2 separate regions of the Mus musculus genome follow, and region 1 is linked to region 2. Evidence: chromatin contacts called from public HiCAR-type data. All regions are on one chromosome and are shown on one strand. Each heading gives the region's core, a stretch centred on a gene start, on an enhancer-like site or on the middle of the called end of the contact. The rest is flanking DNA. Distances are from core to core; before and after follow the strand shown.

What was found. HiCAR-type assays count read pairs that join an accessible place to other places.
Region 1: a HiCAR-type map of astrocytes shows a contact between it and region 2, with 3 times the contacts expected there. The contact joins the enhancer-like site here to the promoter of Tm2d3 in region 2. A contact is called at or near these places in 6 of 39 promoter capture datasets (embryonic stem cells, hippocampal neurons, liver and 2 more), 11 of 484 Hi-C or Micro-C datasets (the G1E-ER4 cell line, the N1E-115 cell line, cerebellar granule neurons and 8 more), 6 of 115 datasets of contacts at active chromatin or transcription factors (astrocytes, bone marrow-derived macrophages, embryonic stem cells and 3 more) and 1 of 9 other capture datasets (embryonic stem cells).

What each region holds. Positions count from the first base shown.
Region 1 is chr7:66,304,305-66,307,860 of GRCm38.p6, reverse strand. It overlaps Lrrk1 (leucine-rich repeat kinase 1), which reads left to right. Exons shown (of 34, transcript NM_146191.3): 8 at 629-756; 9 at 853-1,016; 10 at 2,331-2,468. Among named protein-coding and RNA genes, the nearest start is that of Gm45989, 24 kb to the right of the region's middle. Within about 2 kb of position 2,215, at least 76 of the 459 cell types and tissues checked have an H3K27ac peak or open chromatin away from gene starts, as enhancers often do. A contact at or near this core is called in the G1E-ER4 cell line, astrocytes, bone marrow-derived macrophages and 1 more, where this site is marked.
Region 2 is chr7:65,690,721-65,694,830 of GRCm38.p6, reverse strand. Tm2d3 (TM2 domain containing 3) reads right to left here and starts at 1,414. Exons shown (of 5, transcript NM_026795.3): 1 at 1,262-1,414. The coding sequence starts at 1,352. It overlaps Gm33234 (a long non-coding RNA gene), which reads left to right and starts at 1,389. Exons shown (of 2, transcript XR_391545.3): 1 at 1,389-1,980. It overlaps Tarsl2 (threonyl-tRNA synthetase-like 2), which reads right to left. Exons shown (of 19, transcript NM_172310.2): 19 at 2,738-3,660. The coding sequence ends at 3,512.

The sequences.
Region 1 (3,556 bases), core at 966-3,465, 610 kb before region 2:
GCAGAAAGGACTTGAGCTGATTGCCACAGCTAAGGCTGAGGCTGGCAAGATTACCCAGTGGGTAGAGGTGCTTGCTGTCAAGTCTGGTGGCCTGGAACCTACATACTGGCAAGGAAAAACTGACTCCTGAAAGTTGTGCTCTGACCTCCAAGGGGGTGCCAGGGCACACTGGTGTAAGTTTTAAAAGAAACTGGAGATTTAAATGTTGTAAGAGGCAAGAATGTTGGTAAGAGCTTGAGGTTAGTCCTTGAATCTCATAAATGAGTTTTACAAACTGATAAATGTAAAGAGCATGGGCCATCTGCATTAGGTTCCTTAGCCTGGGTCAAATGAACAGATTTGCAAGCCCTTAAAGGTTGCATTCCTGATGCAGAGCCTCTGGGTACTGCTTGCTTTTGTTCGGGCAAAGATGTTAATTCCAGGATGTTCAGAAGACCACCCGAAAGAACCCACCAAAGTCAGATTCCATTGTGGTAACAGTTAACCAAATGAGTAAAAAGACCTCAAAGGATCCCGCTCATTTTTTTAAACTGTGTGTGCAGAGAGAACGCACACACCTTGTCTAGTGAGAGATCGTAAGCGCTGCTGTCGCTCTTCTGGCTCCTGACTCCCTTCTCTCTGGCCCCAGGTTACTTGAAATTGACATCTCCAGCAACAAACTGTCTCACCTCCCTCCTGGATTCCTGCACCTCTCAAAACTTCAAAAGCTGACTGCTTCCAAAAACTACCTGGAGCGGCTGTTTGAAGAAGAAAACGGTATGCATCTCTGTCAATGACCCCATGTCGTTGGCCACTCTCTCACTGGTTGGGACTGGGATATGTTTGACCACGCACACTCTTTTCACCCCACAGCCACTAACTGGATCGGCCTGCGGAAGCTGCAAGAACTCGATCTAGCTGACAACAGGCTGACAGAGCTCCCTGTCCAATTTATGCACTCCTTCAAGTCTCTCACCTCTCTGAATGTCTCCAGGAACAACCTGAAGAGCTTCCCGGATCCCTGGTCCTGCCCTTTGGTTTGTATCCTGAAAGCCACAGCCGAGTTTGTATGCCGCTCTCTACATCCTCACGTCTTCTCCTGTTCCTCTACATTGTAGCTGAGGAGAGAGGTCCACAGTTTCAGTCAGGCTGTCACCCTGTAAGCCAGTTAGCCTAAGGGACACACAGTAGCTGCTACAACGTTTTGTAAAGCACGGGATGATGGCACAAGGGATGGAAGATAGCTCACTTTGGTAAAGGGCCTGCCACACAAGCATGAGTTTGACCCCCAAGAATCCACACACAGTAAAAGCTGAGTGTGGGTCTGGAAAGATGTCTGAGTGGGTAAAGCGGTTGCCATGCACACATAAGGACCTGTAGTTGGGTCCCCAGCCCCCATTTAAATGCTATGCAGACATGGTGGTCAAATGTAAGCCCAGCACCCAAAGCAGGACTCCTAGGGTGAGCTAGCTAGTGAGACCAACCATGTTTCCCAGCTCTGAGTTCAAGCGAGAGATCTGGTCTTAGTAACTGAGGTGGAGAACAACAGAGGAAGAGGCCTAATGTCAACCTCTGGCCTCCACAAGCACACATGTGAGCATGTATACATACGTACATACATGTCACAAACTTAAAAAAAAAAACAGGCATGGCAACACTTGCCTGTAATCCCAGCACTGAGAGGTGGGGGTAGGAGAGTCCCTGGTTGGCTGGTCAGACACCCAACATTAACCTGTGGTCTCCACATGCTCGCAAACGCACACATGCACGCATATGCACACATGCACTCATACGCACACATGCAAACCCAGATATACGCATGCATACCAACACAAATGCCAAAAGGGGTGCGGTTCTCAAGAGCACTAAAGAAGTGAGAAGAAGCAGGGGCCTGTATCCAGAGCTCTGCAGACTAAATGAGGTTTTTGTTTCTTGGGAATCTGGCTGGTTGAAACGGATGAATGACATAAGGAATATTTGTGCTTTGTTTCTGTTGGTTTCAAACCAAAGACTAAGCATTTCTAGTTTGGCCGCGTCCTTGGGGAAAGCAGTTGACTCCCGAGAGCGTGGCTCTGAATCGGTCCGTTATTTCCCAGGACAATGGACCGGATGGTGATCAAGGGAAGACGATGAGGCACGTTTGTCTCCCCTAGGAAACTCTCTCCCTGCTCCTGCAGGACAGGACAACACAGCAGACAGAGAATTGGAAGCCTTCTTCCTCACTCTGCACTGTGGTCACAGAGCCCTGTCCCAGTAGCCTCACTTCTGACATCAGATTTACAAACAGACTTCTGGGCAGCTCTACACTCACAAATCTACTTACCACTCTCCCCCTCCCCTCAAACTCCTAGAAATGTTGTAAAGCCTCCAAAAATGCCCTGGAATCGCTGCCAGACAAAATGGCTGTCTTTTGGAAAAGCCACCTTCGGGATGCAGATTTCTCTGAGAACTCTCTGAAAGAGGTGCCCCTGGGATTGTTCCAGCTTGACGTGAGTCCAATGGCACTTCATTTCTCACTGTCCACCGTGGTAAGAAAAAGCACTCTGGACCCTGGGGAACCTATGTGCTTTTTCCGAGTTTGTGAGACACATAAGTAGAAAAAGTGAAGGGTTAGTTGAGCCATCAAAGACATGCGGTCTTGAGCCAAGTTAGAGGAAGGAGAATAGTCACCAGGAAACAGCTGTGCCAGGGAAGGGCTTGTTTGCCTGCCTTAGTCAGCTTTTCATTACCTCTCATTCATAATAAAAACCCAGAGACAACCAGTGTGAAAACGCCTTGCCTTGGCACAAGGTTTGGGAAGTATCAGTCCGTATACAACCCACCATGTTGGTTTTAGTGCTTTGGGGCCTGTGGTGGGGAAGTGCACCATGGGAGAGCAAAGCTGTTCACTTCACAGCCAAGACCTGAACTAACAGGGAAACAGAAGAGATGTGGCCCCAATATCCTCCTCGTGGGCACACCAGCAGTGAGCAGAACACCTCTCCCAGGCCCCAGCTCTAAAAGGTTCCACCACCTACCAGTAACTCTGAGAGCCAGAGTGCCCAGCTTTACTGTTCCTTTAACATATGGACCTTTTAGAGAACTTCCTCATCAAAAATAATGACCCTCAGGACTTCACTCACGGTGGCACGTTTGTTTTGTTTTTGGCTGTAGTGGAGAATTAACCTAGAGTCTCACATACAGTCCGTAAGTGCCCAACCTCTGAGCTCCAGCCCCAGTCAAAACTCTGACGCTTGCCAGAGATGGACTCCATCTGGCCTCCAGAGATTCCCACGGAGCGCCACCACTCTAAGGAGAGACTTTGTGTCCTGAGCACTGGACCACTGCCTTCTAAGAGTCTTCAGGCAGGCTGTAAGACCCTGTGAGACCCAGAGCAAGGGATTGCTAACTGTTCACCAAAAGCATTAGGGCACTCCCTGTAGGGCCTGGTGGTGACTCACAGACCACATTGCCTGGGAAATGAGACCATGTTTAAACACCCAGGTGCAGCCCCTAGCAATCGCAGACAAGCTGCTCAGATCATCCAGAAGGCCAAAAGACAGCAAGCATCCCTTCAACATGCGTATCGCAGAAAAGA
Region 2 (4,110 bases), core at 165-2,664:
AAAATACCAGAGGACATGTTGGACAGAACTGGAACCAGAACACACAGCTCTCCAAATCCAATCCAATGTCCTTTCCAGCAAAAGTTACTGATGGAAAAATGAAGCCCGGACACGCCCCCTTCGGCGCGCCCCCACCACAAAAATGACAACACCCTCAGCCCTCCAATTCTAGAAAATACTGGTGTTAGTATATACGTCGAAATAAAAATCTGTGAAATGCCTCTGCCAGTTTCAAGTCCAATCCCTGAAATAATAGGACTCCAAACAGATGAACCTAAAGAGCTAGCGGACAGTTAGCAAAACAGGAATACTTGGAAGTGACATGAAGTGGCTAACGCTATAAATACCATTTCCCACTATTGTTCCTATCTCCATGTGGCCCGAGGTTGGAAGGTTCAAATCACAAGGCTGAAAAGGCCTTAAATCAAGATAACTACAGTGGCTGCAAAGGTGAGGAAACAAAGATCCCTCAAAGCCCGATCTCACCCGGATTATCCTCCAGGTATCTATCCAACCTTCTTAACCCAGCACATCATATAACATTAGGGAAGCATTGTAGAGTTCGGTGTTTGGTTGGTTGGTTTTTAACTCAAGGGAAAACAGTACTGGCTAAAGAACTGGAAGAGAGTGGAAAATAAAAAATAAACAGAAACGAAGAGTCCTGTAAGGCTGGATGAAGAGGTAAGTCATAGATTTCAAAAAGACCAAAACTGTCTACTGAAAGCGGCTGTCTGCCCTTAATTTACATATCTAAACAACACCACATCTAACAGCCAAAACCAAAAGGCGACTTCTTATACTAAAGAAACCTGTATCGAAAACAAAGGGGGGCGGGCAACTACTCCTTATAAATATGCACATTTACTAGAATAGAAAACGTCTAGTACCTGCTGCCCTGGGAACTACAGAGAATGTACGTGTTGGGCCCGGATCCTTTATTGCCTGAGCCAGCGGCTGCGAATGCTCTAAATTTAAGGATCCTACAATTAGAAAGGCATGTTATCATGGGATAGGATACCCTTGGTTTGTGTGCTTAACAGGTAGGGGCTGCACTGGGCATCTACGGCTCAAGAAACGGAAATGACGGGGTCGACTGGGGTTCTGGGCTACCGACTCAGGGAACACCGGTTTTCGGGGCGGGCTGGAGCGCAGTGCTGCGGCCTCGGGCTGCGGCGCCCAGGCGTCGGTCGCCGGCCTCCTGCGGCTCCGGGGACCCCCTTGCCACCAGCTCACCCGGTGCGGCCCCCAGCCTTGAACTCACCATCTCCCGACAGAATGTAGCACTGGGACAGGAAAAGCAGCACGCGGGACAGGTGGCGGACAGACCGCAGCGGCTCGGCCGCAGCCTCCATTTTTGTCGCTGCGCGTGCGCACTTCCGGGCCAGGAGGCGGGGCTGTGGTGGGGGCGCGCCGAAGGGGGCGTGTCCGGGCGCGGCCCGCAGGCGCACTGCTGCGGGGCGCCGCCGGCGGGTGTCATTGCTTCCCAGCTCGGAGGTTGGGTGGTCTCCTTGTCGCCGTGCTCTGAGTGCTGTTGGCCAAGGGAAATGAATGAAACTGGGGACCCGCAGCAGCAGGAAGTAGCTCGGACCAGAATAGCCCCTCACTGCCTTTGAAGAGATGCCCTTCTCTTTCCATTGGGAGTCTGGGAAACGGTTGTGATGCGATGTGGTTAGCCCATTTTAGTTCCGCTGACCCATGAAGCCAGGGAAGCAGCTCCAAGAGTCCCATGCACCAGGACCCAGGGCTCCTGCCTTAGGTTTTACCACAGCCTGTTGGGGGACACGCGGAGTTTAGAGTTCCTCTGAGACTGGAAAAACAGGTTAGGTCTCAGGGCCTGGGACAAGAGCCAAGTGTGTGGAATTTTCACGTAGGAGCAGAGTCCAACCCCAAACTGGCCAGGAGAGCAACCTCGAGGAGGGGGAGCTGCTCTCTGCAACCTACGTTGTTTCTATGGCATATACTTCAGGAAGCATGCTGTTGGTATGTCTCTCTCTGTTGACTTGCACTTTGGGGTCCCCAAATTCCCACTTGCACATCTGATAAGTGAAAAAGTACATGAAATGGTGTTCGGCGCACAACAATCCTGCAGTAAATGTTAGCTTTAAAAATGGTTACAATTCGCACCCTACACCCTCACACTGGTTTCATCTATGATGCTTCACTCTTCATGTTCAGGAGAATCAATAATATATCAAAGACTGATGCTTCTCTGCATCTAATTTGAATTCTGCTGCACCTAGTGAAATAAATCTGTAACTAATTTCTCTTTGGCATAACGGTATTTTAATTAAGTGCCAAGACAATAAGGTTGAAATCGGAACTACAGGGTCTGGAGAGCTGAGTCGGCAGTTAGGAGCACTGGCTGCTCTTCCAGAGGACCTAGATTTGATTCCCTGCACCCACCTGCGGCTCACAATCACCCAGAACTACAGTTCCAGGAATCTGGCACCCTCTTCTGACCTCTATAAGCACAAGACACTCTTGCAGTGCCCAGACAACAGACAAAATACCCATGCACACAAAATAAAAATAATTTAAATATATCAGAAATGCAGTCCAGAGGCACAGACAGGCAAATCTCAGTGAGTTCTAGGCCAGCCAGAACTACATCGTGAAACCCAGTCTTGATTTAAAAAAAAAAAAATCAGAAATATACTCGATTCAACATACAAGTGAAACACCCCAGGAAAGCAGTGGTTCAACTCCAGGCAAGCGTCCAACAATGGAACATACCGAGGCTCTAGAAACACCATGTGATGCATTTTATTTAGGACTTTAGTGTTTCTAAAGATAAATATAATGAATTATGATTAGAAGCATTAAAACTGTAACTCTTAACTCACAATGCAAATAACAGATTGTACAAAATCTCTTTGAGGTTTCATAGTCCTTTGCCACTAACAGGATATTAGTACTTCTCTTATGATTGCACACTAAATGAAATAGCAATTCCAGCTTTGGGCATGAGTTTCAGTGTGAACTTTAGTAAAGCAGCCATAAAAATACCTGAGATGTGTGTATTAGAAAATAAGACATCTCCCCTCCATGTTACAAAAGGGCCATGGGCTTTTATTGAAAGCCTATTCCTGTCATTGTTGGGTGAGAGGTGGTGGCTGCTGGGGATGGAGCTCAGGCCTCATACATGCAACGCGGATGCTCTGGTCACGAAGCTACAGCCCCCAGGCTGGAAGCACATCTTTTGAGAAAGAAACAAAGCATGATTTCTGATAATTCTCGCTAGTGTTCCCCTCTTTGAATGGACACCATTTTATCACTGAGGTCTCTGGAGTCTTGATAGCTTGCAAATTTCTCCAGCTTCTCCTATTTAGTCTCAGAACACAACAAATTAAAATTTTGTTTATATCAAATAATCACTTTTCCTTCTTAGGTTGAACTCATTAGAGCCCTACAAGTGGCCCTAGGGTTCTTAGAAGTACTAATATCTTAAGTGACAGGGAAAATACATTTCAGAAGTCAAAACAAGGTTATATAGAAGCCCAAGGAGAAGCCTTCAGAAGTCTTCCTCGGCATTTAGCGTACGTGATTTTTTGAGGTTCTTCAATTTTTCAATGACGGAAGCTATTGATATTTCTCCATGAATTTTGTTGTCTCTTGTTCGAACATTTACTGCATTGTTGATCTTTTCCTTTTCGCCAACCACTGTAGAAATGAAAGAGAAATAAACATTTTTAAATGAGTGATTTACCTGCCATAAGTTAACGTCATTTGATACACACCCGAGTTTCTCCTCAATACTGCTTACTGAATTCCAGTCTCATGAGCATGATTGAGGGGAAGGGTGGCGTCTGAGCCCCTCTCCTATCCACTTCAGAGCACACTACTAAGGTCTTGGAACACAAATTGGAAGGGAACTTTTTTAACAGACACCTGATTCTTCCTATACTCTTTGATGACTAAGGAAATACCACGTGCCTGGATCCAAGCAAGCCAACCAGAATTTTGTAGGATGTGGGGAAAGCCTGTTCTCTCTCGTACTGTGAGAAGAGGTGGGAACCTGCATCCGTGTTTCTTCCCATACAGAAAGAAGAAACAAGTGGAATTAAGATATTCCAAAGGATCAGAGCAAAACAGGAAGCAAACAGAGACGAG